Linked DNA regions of Muntiacus reevesi: region 1 is linked to region 2. Evidence: chromatin contacts called from public Hi-C data. All regions are on one chromosome and are shown on one strand. Each heading gives the region's core, a stretch centred on a gene start, on an enhancer-like site or on the middle of the called end of the contact. The rest is flanking DNA. Distances are from core to core; before and after follow the strand shown.

Evidence for each region. A called contact is a pair of places that touch in the nucleus more often than the background predicts.
Region 1: a Hi-C map of muscle shows a contact between it and region 2, with 6 times the contacts expected there. The contact joins the promoter of KATNAL1 here to the promoter of HMGB1 in region 2. A contact is called at or near these places in 2 of 3 Hi-C or Micro-C datasets (blood and muscle).

Annotation. Positions count from the first base shown.
Region 1 is chr11:28,624,184-28,628,020 of mMunRee1.1, reverse strand. It overlaps KATNAL1 (katanin catalytic subunit A1 like 1), which reads right to left and starts at 1,864. Exons shown (of 11, transcript XM_065901903.1): 1 at 1,544-1,864.
Region 2 is chr11:28,476,857-28,480,544 of mMunRee1.1, reverse strand. It overlaps HMGB1 (high mobility group box 1), which reads right to left and starts at 1,605. Exons shown (of 5, transcript XM_065901895.1): 1 at 1,462-1,605. LOC136144299 (a long non-coding RNA gene) reads right to left here. Exons shown (of 3, transcript XR_010658521.1): 3 at 1,997-2,182.

The sequences.
Region 1 (3,837 bases), core at 615-3,114, 150 kb before region 2:
GTGATAACAGATCCTTAACAAATCCTGAATGAATGAATGAAGGAATGTATGTATCCTAAATGAATAAATATTTCAAATTCCTTATGTATAAGGCCTCGATTTTATCCCCAGTGGTCTTATTAAAGTTACTTTTTATCTCCTCCTACAAAACTGCTTCTTTAAATCAAGTTTACAGTGACCAAAGAGAAAATGAATCTTACAGTGAGAAAAAATTAATTTCATAGTGACCTTAAGTTGTCTTCTTGTTTAGAAACACACACACACACACACAAAATAAGCCCATACTGCACCAATAATTTTCCAACACACCATTGTAAAATACCAGATTTCTAGGATAGTTATCTATCTATTGAAAAATTTTATAAGGGTGGACTAGGGAGGTTTTTCTAAATCTGTATCAGCTTCCTTACCTCCAGGGCCTGGGCAAACTTTAGGGACTAAAATGTATTTCAGAGCATTAAAAAAGAAAGAACAGGGGACTTTTCATTCTGAAAAATAGTCCTAAGAAATTTTGAAAAACATTGTAATAATAGAAGAAAATAATTATTACTACCCACTGCTAAAAATTTAGATTAAAAACACAATCCTGTACTTAAAAAAAAAAAATGTAGTAATTCAAAGTTGAAATAATCATAAAATGGCATAAAAATATGTGTAGGTAGTGTTCAGGCTAGTAGGCTGAGGTGAAGGAGTGCTCACTTTGTAATCTTGGCCCTCAATAAATAAAATGCAAAACGGAAAAAATATCAGATACTACTACACAACAGCATGGTACCTTTTATCTACTTCCACACTTAACCTTTAAACATTAATGCCCTTTGAATAATTATTAACCAATGGGTTTAATTAATGCAAACACCTCTGAACTACTTCAGAATAAATCTGATCAAGCACCTAGCAATAAAGGAGGAAACCAGGGAAAGGAGAAAAATCGGTTAAAATATAGTTTTTCGGTCGCCCATCAAAAGTGTGCCATACATACGGTTCTGCACCAAGAGGCAGCAACTAGGGAGGGTGAGAGGCGCCGAAGGCCCGAGGCCCCGCAGCCCCGGAGGCGACTCCTCCCCGACTCTACGCGGGGCGGTGGCCGGGCCGGGGTGGAGACAGCGCTGCAGCCGGGGCGGGACAAATGGCAGAGCGGAACGCCCGAGTCTCACCTCCACTTCCCCTTTAGCTCTCAGAACCCCATTCAGCGACCACCCCAGAATCCCCTCACCAGAAAGAGAGACTCTCCCTGTCTCCCCAGGCCGGCTCAAAGTTTATCAGTCTTTCCCAGCTGTCGGGGCCGCCGGGCTTTGTAGTTCGCCCGTTCGGGCCGAGCCACCAAGGCCGCAGGCCCGAGGAGCCGCTGAACTACAATCCCCATAACGCCCCGCGCGACCACCGCTCGCGGCCTCTCTCTCACCCCCTCGCGCAGCACGCAGTCTCCCCCGCCGCGCATGGCCCCAGCGTCTCCGGCAGCGGGAGCTGGGGTGTGGCTGTCCACCCAAGCACCCCACCACCGGCTCTCTCGCTGGCCCCCGCCCCACCTCGAATTCATTACCTAGGTGGCGCAGGTCGGCCGACAGTTTTTGCCGCGGTCCAGGTGGGGTTGGGGTGGGACACAGGCCGCCGCCGCCGCGGAGTCCGTTAGTTCCCTACGTGCGTGAAGAGGCGGCGGCGGCGGCGGCGGCGGCGGCGGCGGCCGCCGGTTGCCATGACAGCCGTGGGCCGCGCGGTGGGGCTGGGGGGTAGCGCGAGGGTTCGGAGTCGGCTCGGGGAGGAGCCTGGGCAGCTGCCGGGGCTGCGGGAACAGGGAGGCGCGAGGGTGCGCCGTAGAGCGGAGGGAGACCGCGACACTGAGGGGGACGGCTGACGAGCTGAGCTCCGGGGTCGCCGACGAGTCCTGCGCTGCAGCGTCCAACCCCCATGCCAGGACGCGAGTCCGCTCTCTCCTGAGAGAGATGCGAGTGGCGTCAGAGGAAGGAGCGGCGCCGGCTCTGGAAAGGTCGCGGGTGCAGCCCCTCCCTCGCCGCCCATCCTGGCAGCCTCCACTGGCCTGGCCGTCTGGCGTGTTTGGAACCTAAAAGCCACCTCATTGGGGCTTCACCAGTAAAAACCAAATCTGCAACCTTTCACACCTCCTTTCTGCCATTTTCTGAGTGGGATAAAACGAATCATTTACTAAAACGTAATGCACACGGCCTTTACAATTATTCAGAAGGCTTGAGAATTTCTTAGGTGGTGTTGATTTCAATTGACAGTTGGTCTCTAATAACCCTTGAATAATCGGTGTAGGGGAGAAGGAAATGACAACCCACTCCAGTGTTCTTGCCTGAAGATTCCCAGGGACAGAGGAGCCTGGTGGGCTGCCCACTATGGGGTCGCACAGAGTCGGACACTACTGAGCGACTTAGCAGCAGTAACAGCAATCGGTGTGGACTGCTCGTGACCCGCCTCAGAGATGCTGTGAGGTTAAGAGCAACAACTTCTAAAACACTGATAACCAGGGGCAGGTGAATCACACTGATGCTCAACGTTTTCGTATGCAAAATGGAGGTAATAGCTGCTTCACAGGACTTGTGAGAAATAAAAGCTTTGATACTAATGAAGCACCCTACAATGCTGGGATTTAAACATAATTTTTAAATATTAGTTCTTGATCCGTGGTGATCAGAGCCAGAAGGGTGGGAGCCTGGAGGAGAGGGTGTAGTTTGCCTGAAGAGAGAATTTTTCTGTGATGGAAAAATTCTGTATCTTGCTTAGGGTTTGGGTTAGGAGGCTTCTCTGGTAGCTCAGCTGGTAAAGAATCCACCTGCAATACAGGTGACCCTGGTTAGATTCCTGGGTCGGGAAGATACTCTGGAGAAAAGAAGGGTCACCCACTCCAGTATTCTGGCCTGGAGAATCCCCATGGACAGAGGCGCCTGGTGGGCTACAGTCCATGGGGTCCCTAAGAATCCCACAGGACTGAGCAACTTTCACTTTAGGAGGGTATATGCATTTGTCAAAACCCATGAAATGCTACCTGTAGATCTGTATGTTTCACTGTAAGTAAATTTACCTCAAAAAGGAACATTAAAAATGTTACGATTGTTATTAGAGCTGTTGTTGTTAAGTCTTTTTAAGTCGTATCTGACTCTTTATGACCCCATGGACTACAGCACCCCAGCCTCCTCTGTCCACCATCTCCCAGAGTTTCCTCGAATTTATGTCCTTCAAGTTGGTGATCCCATCCAACCATCTCATCCTCTGTCACCTTCTCCTCTTGCCCTCAATCCCAGCATCAGGATATTTTCCAGTGGGTCAGCTCTTCCTATCAGGTGGCCAAAGTATTGGAGCTTCAGCATCAGTCCTTCCAGTGAGCTGTAGATGCTAATAAAGACCATATACATATTCTAGCTCCAGTTTCCAGAAATGTAGATGAGGAAAATGAGGCCTACAGATTGAAGTAAATGGAGGAGGAAGTAGGTATTACTGGCCCTGTTGTTTTCTAGTAATATATGTCTCTCCAGAAATCATGATTAAAAATAGCAAGCTGCCATGTATGTCATCCAGTTTTCAGTTGGGGTCACCTTGTCCACAGGGGTTTTGTGGAAATTGACTCAAGTCCCTTTTCCAACTCCTGCAGAAGGCCAGGGTTCTCTCCAAGGTCACATGTTCCCTGGGGGTTTACAGTTTCAGGGTCAATTCTGGTTCCAAACTTTAGTTTTCTCTGAACAGTTAGACTCCCTCACATCCCACCTCCTGCAATGCCTTTCTCTCCTGCTGCCTCATGATGTGGAAAGCAGACTCTTTGGTTGTTTGTATAGCAGAGTCTTCTGAAGGTTTGGAGCAACTGAAGTGTTTTAAATGAAG
Region 2 (3,688 bases), core at 356-2,855:
GGCTGCCCCCCGCCCCCACTCGGAGAGTGTATATATATATATTTTCAAGCCCTGAAAAGTTGGGGCGCAGCGCGGGGCGGGTTCCGCACCCCTTCCCGCCACCGGGGCCCCCCTACTCCCGCCCGCCCGCCAACTTCGGGGCCGCGCGCGGGGAGGCCGCCCCCCCCCCGAGGCGAGGGGGGGCGGCGACCGGGCCTCCAGGCCCGGCTCCCCGCGCGCGGGGCCCGCCACGTGCGCCCGCGCCCCGCGCAGGCCCGCCGGCCTCCCCCATTTTGTCGGCTCGGCGGAGGGAACAGCCCCGCTCGAAATGGGGGCTGGCTCCGCCCGCGGCCGCCGGGGCCGGCGCGCACGGAATGGCCGCTGCGCGTCTTCCCCGCCTGCGCCGCCGCCGCCGCGAGGGCGAGCGAGAGAATATGGCTCCTTCCCTTTGTGTGTGTATGTGTGTGAGTGTGTGCGCGAGAGTGAGTGTGCGAGAGTGTGAGTGCGAGCGCCGGCGGGCGGGGTGCGCGGCGCGCTCTGGCGCACACACTCGGCCATGACGGCCGGGGGGAGGGGCGGGGGGCGCGCGGCCGGACCCTCCCCCTCCCCCGACCGCGGTGTCTGTGTGTGAGGGGGGGGCCTCCACCTCGGGAGGCGCCCCCGGCCCGCCGCTCCCCGTCTCCCTCCGCGCGGCCCGCCGCCCCCGCACACGGGGGGACGCGGGGCTGGCAGAAGAGGAAAAAAAAAAAGTTGCCTCGGAACTGCTGCGCCCAGCTTCCCCCCCGCCCGCGCCCGCCCGCCCGCCTTGTTTTCTCTCCAGCCAGCAGCGCCGGGCCGAGTCAGCCATGTTATCCAGCGAGCGCCGCGGCGCCGCTCCCCCCCGCCGCCCGGCCGCCCGGCCGCCGCGCCCGGCCCCAGGCTCGGGCTCAGGCCAGCGGGCCCGGCCCCGCGCCGCCGCCCCCGGCCCCGGCCCCGCGCCGCCACCCGCCCGCAGCGCCCGCCCGCCCGCCCGCGCTCGCTCGCTCGCCGCCGGCGCCCGGCTCTGCGGCGGCCAATGCAGCCGTGAAGCGCCGCCCGCCCGCCCGGCGGCCCGCCGCCCCCCGCGCACGCCGGTCGCCCGAACGCTCGGCCCTGGGGGTTCGAAAACACGTTAAAAAAATTTTTTTTAATGGAAAAAAAAATTTTTTTTTTTTTTTTTTTTTTTGCGCCAGTCAGCGCGGACGCCGCCGGGGGTGGAAACTCGCGGGGCTCGGGGCTCGCGGCGCCTCAGGCGGCCCCGGGGGCCGGGGCTTCGGCGCGGGGCAGGGCTCCCGGCGCCCGAGGGGAGGCTCGCTCCGTGCGCAGTTTCCCCCCACGGTCCCCCCTCATTTGCCTTTGTGTGGATCCTGACCCGCCGGCTCCCGGCCGCGGGGATCCGGCCGCCGCGCGGGCTGAGGAGCTGCCGGAGGCGCTCTCCCCGCCGCGGCGCTGCCCCGGACTCACCCTCCGCGAGGCACAGAGTCGCCCAGTGCCCGTCCGGCTCTCACTTGCCCCGGCGCTGTCTCTATGGAGCTCAATGTACTGCAATGGCTGTGAGAGCGGGAGCCAGACGCAGCCTCCTCACTCTCTCCGCTCTGTAACATTACTCTCCAGCCAGCGCCGCGCCTATTGGCTACCGCCAACTCACGGGGCTCGCTCATTGGCCCGATACCTCCCATTGTCCTGACCAGAGCCCGCCTGCTATTGGCTGTCTCCGGGGACACGTCATCAAGGATTGAAACAGCGCGCAAATCTGAATGTGTGTGTGTGCCGGGCAGAGAGGCTGAGGCGGGAGAGGCAGAGGCAGAGGCAGCAGCTGCTACGGGAAAGCAGAGCTCTATGGTGTATGTGTGCATGTGTCTAACCCAAGCCAGCCCCACACCCGAGCGGCCGCCGGAGCGAAAAGGGCCTGACTTTTCCACAAGTGTCTCCAACTCCTCAGGCAAAAGAGACACCCACAGACCTCCCCCCCCCTTTCTCACCCCAAACTCACTTCCACAGCCGTTGAGATAAGAGGCCCCAGACTTTTAACAGACCTTCAAAAGTGAGAGCGACACGATGAGATCACGGTCCCCGAAAACCGGGGTTTCTGTTTGTGCAGAGGGGCGAAGGCAGCCAAGATTCGAACTTCTCAACCACATATGGTTGCATTACACTTTAGATCTCTGGAAAGTCAGGGCTTTTCCTATAAGAAAGTGACAATGATCCAGTCAGTCACTTTTAAAACACCCCTTTTCTGGGCTCTTAAGCCCGTACTGTCAGGTTTGCAGAGCAGCTGAAATCTTGAGTCACCCAACAGGCATTTAGTTTCATCCTTTTTCTTGGTTTGCTCGAATTTCACAGCTTGTCTGGAACTTTTTATTTAAATACAAAGCCCTGTCTTAACTTCCTGGAAATCAAACGATTCTTCCATGAAATTAAAGCACAGCCACTTCATTTCGATACGGGGTACTCTAGCAGGAAATGATTGGGAGGGCCTGCTAGAATTAGCAAATTCATTAGAGACCACATTTTTAACTGTTGGGCTGTTTTATTTGACTTGGTGTGGATTACTATGATAATCAAACGAATCCTTGTGATGCTATCTTTCCTTCCCATCGAACCACTTAGTGCATCCATGTAACTGCTCTAGGGTTACAGGAGTTGTAGGTATATTGTTACCCGGAGGATTAGATGGAGGCAGAGAGTGCCCATGCCCAAATCCATAGGCTGTGGCTTTCCTAACCCACCAAGTTGCCTGGTTTTAACAGACAAACTTACATTATGTCTGTGAGGAAAATGTGCGGGCTCTAATAGCCAGTTCTGGAGACCATACGGTTATATCAGCCCTTTATGAAACTATTATCTATTGCTCTCTAGCCTGAGCAGACCACACCCCTATTCAGTTACAACAGACTTCCCTTTTTTTCACTCTCGAGTGGTATGTTTATACACTTCTAAACCCACCAGCCAATTCCTCCAAATTTAACGGACCAAAGTTAAATCAATTTATTGTTAATTTTTTTTCATATATCCCATGTAAACATCCACAACATGTTTTCTCAAATTTATTAAGCTACATGAGAACAGACAGAGAGATAACCTCTCCTGACTATGATTTTAATGCTTACTCCTTAAAAAAATATATATACATAATTGGTATCAGGGTTTATAGTCTTGGTGAGTGGACAATGCATGCTATATGAACATGAAAAGAAATAATATTAAAAATATATAAACTAATATAATGTTCTTAAAGTCATTGGTGTTTAAAAAAGCAAACATCTAAAGTTAACTTTTATACTGTTTTACACATATATGCTCTTCACTTCCCTCTATTAATCTAATTTTATGCTTTATTTAAATCTAGGTTATTTTAATTCTGTTTTATCTTCTCAGTGACTATATTACAAAATATTCATGAGAATGATTACACTTTAAATGGCATCCATGATGTCAAAATTTGACTATTACTTGAAGATTGTACTATCAGTATTTTCCAGGAGCAATGTTGGGTTTGCTCTGGATCAACCACTTTTTTAGATGCTTTTACCAGTTATTTCTAATAGCTTACTCCTTCCAGGGTCAGTTTATGGTCACAAAACAACAAGAGAACAATGGGCCCAACACAGGTTTCTATTTCAGCAGGATGCTATGGTAAGTAACAGGCACTGGATTTAAATATCAATAGACCTGGGTTCAAATCCTTGCT